2 separate regions of the Sus scrofa genome follow, and region 2 is linked to region 1. The links are chromatin contacts, called in public HiChIP or PLAC-seq maps. All regions are on one chromosome and are shown on one strand. The core of a region is the stretch at or near the end of the contact, and the rest is flanking DNA. Distances in the headings are between cores, read along the strand shown. Region 1 holds the start of TIMP4 (metalloproteinase inhibitor 4). Region 2 holds the start of PPARG (peroxisome proliferator activated receptor gamma).

Region 1 (4,046 bases), core at 530-3,029:
TTCACGTGTGCAGCTTTCCTGTACTGAACCTGGCTTTTCTCCCCTTTCACACTCTCTTTCTTGCTCACCAACACTCTTACCTTACCACCAAACACAGCTTACTATGTGAAGGCCAGCTTGGGGCTTGGAAGACACCTGACAAAAGAATTAAACATGTTTATCTTCCAAAAGAGATCCTAGGAGAGTGAACACTACCTTGAGGTAGCCGCATTGTAACAGAGGAACAATAAAAATGTGAAAGAAGAACTGCCCTCCAAAGGCAGGATTTCAAGCTCTGATGAAGCGGCAATGGGAGAAGTACCATGGTTGGAGTAGAAGGAGCACTACGCTAGGCGTCAGGAGTCTTGCCTTGCATTCCAGTCCTCTCTGCAAGTCCTGCAAGCCTCAGCCTTCACATCTGCCCAAGGAAGAGTCTAGACTGGATGTTTCTGAGATCCCATCTGCTAACACATCAGACTCTATTTTGGTTTGGGTGTTGTATGAAGAACCAAACCTAGACACCAAATCTCATCCTTCTCAGTCAGGCTCAGCTCTTTCAGTTTCCTTCTTTTCCAACATCACCACATTGAAATGAAAAGACATCTTTCATAGGAAATAATGTTGATTCTGATGATAAGTCAGATTCCATGGGAATCCTAAGGGTGACCAGATACAGGGAGTACCTGACCTGAGGATTTCAGTATTTCTGACTGAGGCCAGTTCAGTTTCAAAGGGCCTCGTAGTTCAACCCTACTTTATGGAAAAAACAGTGTGGCTCAGGCAAAAGATTCAAAGCTAGGAGTTCCCATTGTGGCTCAGTGGTTAGCGAACCTGACTAGTATCCATGAGGATGTGGGTTCAATCCCTGGCCTCAATGCTCAGTGGGTTAAGGATCTGGCATTGCCGTGAGATGTGGTGTAGGTCACAGATGCAGCGCAGATCTGACGTTGCTGTGGCGCTGACGTAGGCCAATGGCTACAGCTCTAATCAGACCCCTAGCCAGGGAACCTCCATATGCCGTGGGTGTGGCCTAGAAAAGACAAAAACAAACGAACAAACACAAACTGCAAAGCTACCTGGTGATAGATTCAGTACCCAGCTTCCTACCTTCTGAAGGACTGCTGTGTGGAAACATTCCACAATAATAATCCCATAGGTTTCTTTCTATATGAAGCCTTGGAGCACTATGCTGTATGTCAAACAGTGGACAAGGTTCTAGTCAGATGGCTGCAGGCTCCGTGCTTCTTTGCTTTCTAAGCTGCCCTACCCTCTATAACAAGACTTAGTCTCTTGGCTGAGTGGGGACCTGAGGTAGGGATCAGTGTAGCCTAGGATCTGGAGAGGGCTTTGAGGGCTCGGTTTGCCCTAAGTGATAGGATACCCTGTGCTCTGAGCCCCCGCCAAGAGTGCTGTCCTCAGCTATGTGCAGAGTCTGAGGCTGGGTACGGGAAAGGGAAAGGGTTTCTAAAGCACTGGCTGCTTTCTGGGCTATCTCTCCCCACCCACCAGTGGACAGAGCCAAGACACACATCGCCCCCCCCCCAACTTTCTCTGTCCCATTCCATTACTGTTTGCTGTTGCTTTGGAGCCTCATAAATAGGGCATTGAAAACACTTCCTGCAGCTGAAAGAAGCCCTGAGTAGCTTGTCTCATTCCCAGTGTGCAGCTCCGCAAGGGGTCTGTCCTCCTCTGTCACTGTCTCTTTTGCCTGTTGTAATTCCGTCTGCCTCTCTCTGACTCTGCCTGTCTCCCTCTTTGTGCCTCTCCGAACTCTTGTTCTTTTTGCCTGAATCACAGTCCCTTGTGTCTTTGCCCCTGTTCGCCTTTGTTTTGCTGTGCTATCTTCTGCCCTGAAACCACCCCCTTTCCCAGTGCCATCCCTCTACTTATAGAAAGCTCAGGCAGGAAACACAGGTAGGGGACTCTCTCCTTGCATCCCTCATCTTACTGAACCTGCCCGCCAGGAGGGCCGAGAGCCCGAAGCCCGGATGGCCTACAGCCAAAAGAGGGCGGAGCAAATGGGGCGGGATTGGCCCTAGGTCCACCTCATAAAGCCAGGGGCAAGGGGCGCGACGCGTTCTGGAAGAGCTCTGGAGGGGCTGTTTGGTCCGACCGACCCCACAGGCTCAGTTGGGTCTCTGCAGTGTCATGCCCCGGAGCCCCCGGACCGCGCCGAGCTGGGCGCTGTTGCTGCGGTTGCTGGCACTGCTTCGGCCGCCGGGGCTGAGTGAAGCGTGCAGCTGCGCCCCCGCGCACCCCCAGCAGCACGTCTGCCACTCGGCGCTTGGTGAGTCCCGGGGAGCCTGGAGATCCCAGCTGGGGGTGGTTGTGTGGGATCTATGTGGGCCGGAGCTGGAGACCTTGAGTCTGGAGGGAAAGGGAGGAGCTCAAATCGCCGCACCCGTTGCCGCCTGCAGAGGCTAATGGGTCGGGCGGGGCCGGCACCATAGCAACCTTGCAAGCGCAGAGACAGGCTGACTAGCAAGGGAATAGACTGCCAAGGGCCGCCACAGAGATCCCCTCTAACCTGCCTACTGTAACTATGGGGTGTCATTGAGCAAGCTACTGGGACTATTAGTGATTATTCTGATCTACTGGATGGGGGGAGGGGAAGCCAGAAGTGGGGCGGGAGGTGGGGTCTTTCGTTATAAACACCCCTCTGTGTCCAAACCTATAACTGAGGGTGCCACCATGCCCCCACCCCAACACACACCTTTTGCCCTTTCTCTCCCTCCCTCCGCCTGGAATGCCCTTCCTTGAAACCCTTAAATTCCTAGCAAACTCACGGAGTTTCCATCGTGGCACAGCGGAAACGAATCCAACTAGGAACGATGAGATTTCGGGTTGGATCCCTGGCCTTGCTCAGCGGGTTAAGGATCTGGTATTGCCGTGAGCTGTGGTGTATGTAGGTCCCAGTCGTGGCTCGGATGTGGCGTTGCTGTGGCTCTGGCATAGGTCGACAGCAACAGCTCTGATTAGACCCCTAGCCTGGGAACCTCCATATCCGGAGGGTGCAGCACTAAAAAACAAACAACAACAACAACAAAAATTCCTAGCAAACTCCTATTTATCCTTCAAGATCTTTCTCAGTATCTCTTCTCTGAAGGTTTCCTGCCTCCTTGTTGCTTCCACAGCGCCTCTTAACATTTCTGTGCTCCTTCCATCCTGTGCTGTTGGTCTTTTTTTTTTTTTTTTTTGCCTTTTCTAGGGCCGTTTCCCGAGGCATATGGAGGTTCCCAGGCTAGGGGTCTAATCGGAGCTGAAGCTACTGGCCTATGCCAGAGCCACAGCAACGTGGGATCCAAGCCACGTCTGCAACCTACACCACAGCTCAAGGCAATGCCAGATCCTTAACCCACTGAGCAAGGCCAGAGATCGAACCCACAACCTCATGGTTCCTAGTCAGATTCGTTAACCACTGCACCACAATGGGAACTCCCTGTTGGTCTTTATAAGTGTGTTCTCCACTAGACCAAGAGTTCTGCAGGATGGGGACCCTGTCCTAACCGTGTTTGTGGCTTAGTACCTAGTGTTAGGCCAGGCACAGAGGAAGAACTTAAGGGTTTTGATTAATGCCCAAATGGCAAGAGATGAACTACCTCTATGGAGAGTCAGAATATTTATTAACTCAATAAACATTGACTAATATCAGCTCTGGGCCATCTCTCTCTGAGGCCTCAGGCTCATAAAGCCAGGGGAAAGGGGTGCAACAGGTTCTGGGGGAGCCCTGTGGATGCAACTCACAGGCCCTTCCAGTGGCTCCTCCTGCCTCCTCTGCCTGCCACTCACCTCCACCCCACTGCTCCTGGGGCTGAGGAGAGCTAGACTCCCCAGACCAGCAGGTGAAGTGTAGAGACTGGAGGACCTAATAGGCCTGAGAGGTTTGAAACTTTCAGCAACAGAGGAGTTTCCCTCACTCCCAGCATCTTCCTCCCAACCCAACAAGACCTACACCCAGAATTCCCCCCACAAAAATCCTCCAGGGGCCCCACGTCATCCAGATCCCAGATGGACTGCTCCCACAGGTTGCTAAAGGTTCCGTCTTTTCTCTTCCCATGCAGTAATCC
Region 2 (4,046 bases), core at 510-3,009, 170 kb before region 1:
CCCCTCATCCTCATGGATACTAGTCAGGTTCGTTTCCACAACACCGAATCCTTAACTAGTTGGATTCGTTTCCGCTGCACCACGATGGGAACTCCCCAACAAATAACTTCTTGATTGCTAATGATTTTATTCTATACCAGGTTAATTAAAAAGAAAAGTACTGGGTTATTCTTTTGAAGCGGATTTGACACTCAAAAAATTAAACCCAGGGCAAAATCAAGGCATAAAAATAAAGAGACTAGTACAGAATGAAAACTAACTTAAAACACATAACTATTGCTTACCATAACCAGTTCTTGCCCCCCGAGTTAATTTAAAATATTGGTTGTACTGCATTCTGGACATATTCCTTTCAAACAGACAAAACTATTAAATCTTGACTCAATATTCCTTTCAAACAGACAAAACTATTAAATCTTGACTCAAGAATAATTTTACAGTATAGTTAGGACATTCTGCCCTGATGCAGCCTAAATTAATAACTAGAGAAAGCAGACTTGTAGAAAAACAGAATAATAGACTTTTATATAATACAATGAAACAAAACTCCCATACAAATATGCATTGAGTCTAGTCATCATAATAAAATGAAATGCTATTTCAGGAAATATTTTTTCATAATTTTCAAATCTTGATATTTAAAAAATCTGTGATTAATATGTTCAAACTTTAGGCTTCCAGAAAAATTAAAACATTAAAATGTAAAGCCATCCATTTCAATAATTAAGGAACTTAATTTTAACGCTTAAGCACTTAAAGTATAAAATAGGAATCAGACTAGTTAACACAATCTATTTTTATGTGGCATCTTTGAGAAGAGAAAAAAAATGGAAATACAGAAACAAATGCGAAACAGTATAAAGCAGAAGCAGCTGTGCTAAGACACTCCAGTAGAAGGAGCTGTAGAAATAAAGAATATAATTTTGCAATGGCCGAGAAAGATATGCTGAAAATGAGGTTATCTGTTTGAATCTTTTATATCTGAGTAAAAGGAATAATCATTTATTTAGCCTGCCACAGGCATTTTGGGGCCTCATTTTCTCCATCTGTAAAATGAGATGCTTAGAAGAGGCCTTCGCCAAGGTCCGTGCACTCTGTTCTACAAAGCCTAAGGTGCTATGCTCTGTAATCCTAACAAATACAAGGAAAATACAATGTGGTCTTCCACTCTGGAAGTTATGATTCTTTGGGAGAGATACAAGGCATACGCAATTATCTAGATTTCAAAGTAGAACAAAAACGTGCTAAGACACTTTAAGAGGAATAAATCCCAGGAGAGAGAGAAAAACTGTGCTGAGAGACACGTGACATGTAAAGCTAAAAGGAAAAAAGTGACCCCCCAGGTATTCTAAAAAAAAGACCTTAGGTGTTTTGGGGAAAATGCAAACTCAGAAAATAAAAATGAATAAAAATTTTAAAATATATACTTTGGTTGCTTAAAATTCAGGACACAGGAGTCATGTGCCCAGATAAAATAGGGATTAGATTAGGTTTCTTTTTTTAAAGATCTGAATATACGCATAAGTGAACACAGAGCAGCAAGAGACTGAAACATACACATCATAGAATCAGAACAAATAAAACTTGGAAAACAAGCTACAAGAACAACTGTACCCTTCCAAAACACCCGAAGTGCCCAGTAGCCGTATCTGGACCGACTTTACCTTGTGAAATGTTTGCAGACAGCGTGTCGAAGGCATCGCTTTCTGGGTCAATAAGAGAATCTCCCAGAGTTTCACCCATGACAGCATGGAATAGGGGTTTGCTGTCATTCACACTGATATTTTGTCTATTTCTTGCAAAAGGCCAATCCATTAAAGGGAAAAGATTCCTGGTTGTAGAACTGGTGAAGGCACCAATGAGTCAGGACATCAGTTTCCAAATACTGGAGAGGTGGGAATCAACTCCCACAGGACCAGGGCTGAACTGGCTGGCACACTCCTGTTAGGGGCCAGCTGTGACAAAACGTTGTGTCATAATATTGTTCACTGCTTTGGCAAGACTTGGTACATTACAAGGAATACATTGCCACACTGTCTCGCCAGTGACCCACATGTTCAGTGTCTTGTGAGGGGCACAAGCAGTGCAGTGTTCAGAACTCTCAAAGAGACTGCTCAACATCCACTTGCTTCTTTTTTGTGTCTTTTCAGGGCTGTACCTGCAGCATATGGAAGTTCTAAGGATAGGGGTCGAATCAGAGCTACAGCTGCCAGCCTACACCACAGCCACAGCAATGCTGGATCCTTAACCTACTAAGTGAGACCAAGGATTGAACCCGGATCCTCATGGATACTAGTTGGGTTCTTAACCCACCGAGCCACAGCAGGAACTCACAATTGCTTCTTAATTGAAAAGTTTACATCCCTGAGTTATGAAATAGACAAAGGGAGTGGGATGGACTGAGAGTTTGGGGTTAAGATGCAAACTATTACATTTAAATGGATAAGCAATGAGGTCCTGTTGTACAGCAACTATATCCAATTTCTTAGGATAGAACATGATGGAAGATAATATAAGAATGTATATAGGTGTATGACTGGGTCACTTTGCTGTACAGCAGAAACTGGAACAACATTGTAAATCAACTATAATTTAAAAATTTCTTTAAAAAGAAATACCGGATAAACCAACTTGCACACAGTTTTTTTTTTTTTCTGTCTGCCCATTATCTGATATCTGAAGAAGACTTCTGAATTCAAGCATGTGTTCATAGTTTAAAATTTGCTATCAGCTACTGAAATATTCTGTTCTAAGGTATTTATTCTACTACTTTGTAAAGTATGTAAAAAATGATACTGACAGCTATCTAAATGCCATACAATTAAAGAGTTGAGAGACTGGACATAGAGAGGGCTTGATACAGTTTAGATTTTACATATCAGAGTCTGCTTTCAAAAATTTAATTATGAAGTTTATCCAATTATAGCATATGCAGCAATACTGCATCAGCTGATGCCTGAACATTGGTTAATGTTTAAGCATAAATTCCAGATCATAATGAAAAATGTGGAGTTCTCCCTGACAGGAATAATGCATTACCAGAAAAAAAAAAAAAGGATTTATACTGATAGGTTGGCGAGGAATTGTGGTCAGTTTTGTAATTAGGAAAATGCTGGCTTCTTGCTCAAGGCCTTTGCCCTTTTTGGCAAAGAGAAACACAAGCTGTGCCAGACCTCAATGTGGGAGCAGGTCTCCTCTTGTCACATAAGTGGTCTCAGAACTGCAGCAACTTGTGGCTTTAAAAAGATGCCCCCACATAGGACAGTATATCAGATGAGCAGTAAATCTCTGAATTACACTGATCCAAGTATTCCCAAAATGGAATAAATACATATCTGATTCATCTACATCGAGTAACTAGCCACCCTGCAAGGAACCAGCAAAAGCTTCCTCACCAGTCATGGAGCAACAGCCTGGTGGGAAGAACCCTTACTGTGTCTCAACAGCATAGGATAAAGTGGAGAATTGGGCAATTACATCGTGGATAAGCCTTTAAAAACCCAAAAATCCCTTTTTAAGGTAATTCAAATTAAAACAAGTTTCCTGACAGTCCAAATGACTAGGAAATTACAGTTTGTGTAGAATGAGTTTTCTCTCCATTCAACCTGATTTCTCCTTTCCTCTCAATGGCAGATGGCCTTAGATTACAGGTACAGATAATACAATTTAAAGATGTGATTAGGGGAGTTCCCTCGTGGCTCAGTGGTTAACGAGTCTGACTAGGTACCATGAGGTTGTGGGTTCGATCCCTGGCCTTGCTCAGTGGGTTAAGGATTCGGTGTTGCCGTGAGCTGTAGTGTAGATTGCAGACTCGTCTCGGATCCCGTGTTGCTGTGATTGTGGCATGGGCCAGTGGCTACAGCTCCAATTAGACCCCTAGCCTGGGAACCTCCATAGAAAACACAAAAATAAAATAAAATAAAGATGTGATTAATCCAAAATTCTAGGTTGAATTGATGAGAGATAAAAAATAATTACTAATGCCAAGAACACTTCCCTTCTTCTTAATAAAACAGAACAAAAATTTAAGTCCCATTCGGGCTGCA

The links. HiChIP or PLAC-seq counts read pairs in DNA pulled down with a chosen protein or histone mark.
Region 2: an H3K27ac HiChIP or PLAC-seq map of alveolar macrophages shows a contact between it and region 1. The contact joins the promoter of PPARG here to the promoter of TIMP4 in region 1. A contact is called at or near these places in 2 of 2 datasets of contacts at active chromatin or transcription factors (alveolar macrophages and skeletal muscle).

Annotation. Positions count from the first base shown.
Region 1 is chr13:68,188,932-68,192,977 of Sscrofa11.1, reverse strand. It overlaps TIMP4 (metalloproteinase inhibitor 4), which reads left to right and starts at 1,779. Exons shown (of 5, transcript XM_021069344.1): 1 at 1,779-2,266; 2 at 4,041-4,046. The coding sequence starts at 2,128. The region is part of intron 6 of SYN2 (synapsin-2); the gene reads right to left.
Region 2 is chr13:68,361,714-68,365,759 of Sscrofa11.1, reverse strand. It overlaps PPARG (peroxisome proliferator activated receptor gamma), which reads right to left and starts at 1,759. Exons shown (of 7, transcript NM_214379.1): 1 at 1,665-1,759. The coding sequence starts at 1,743.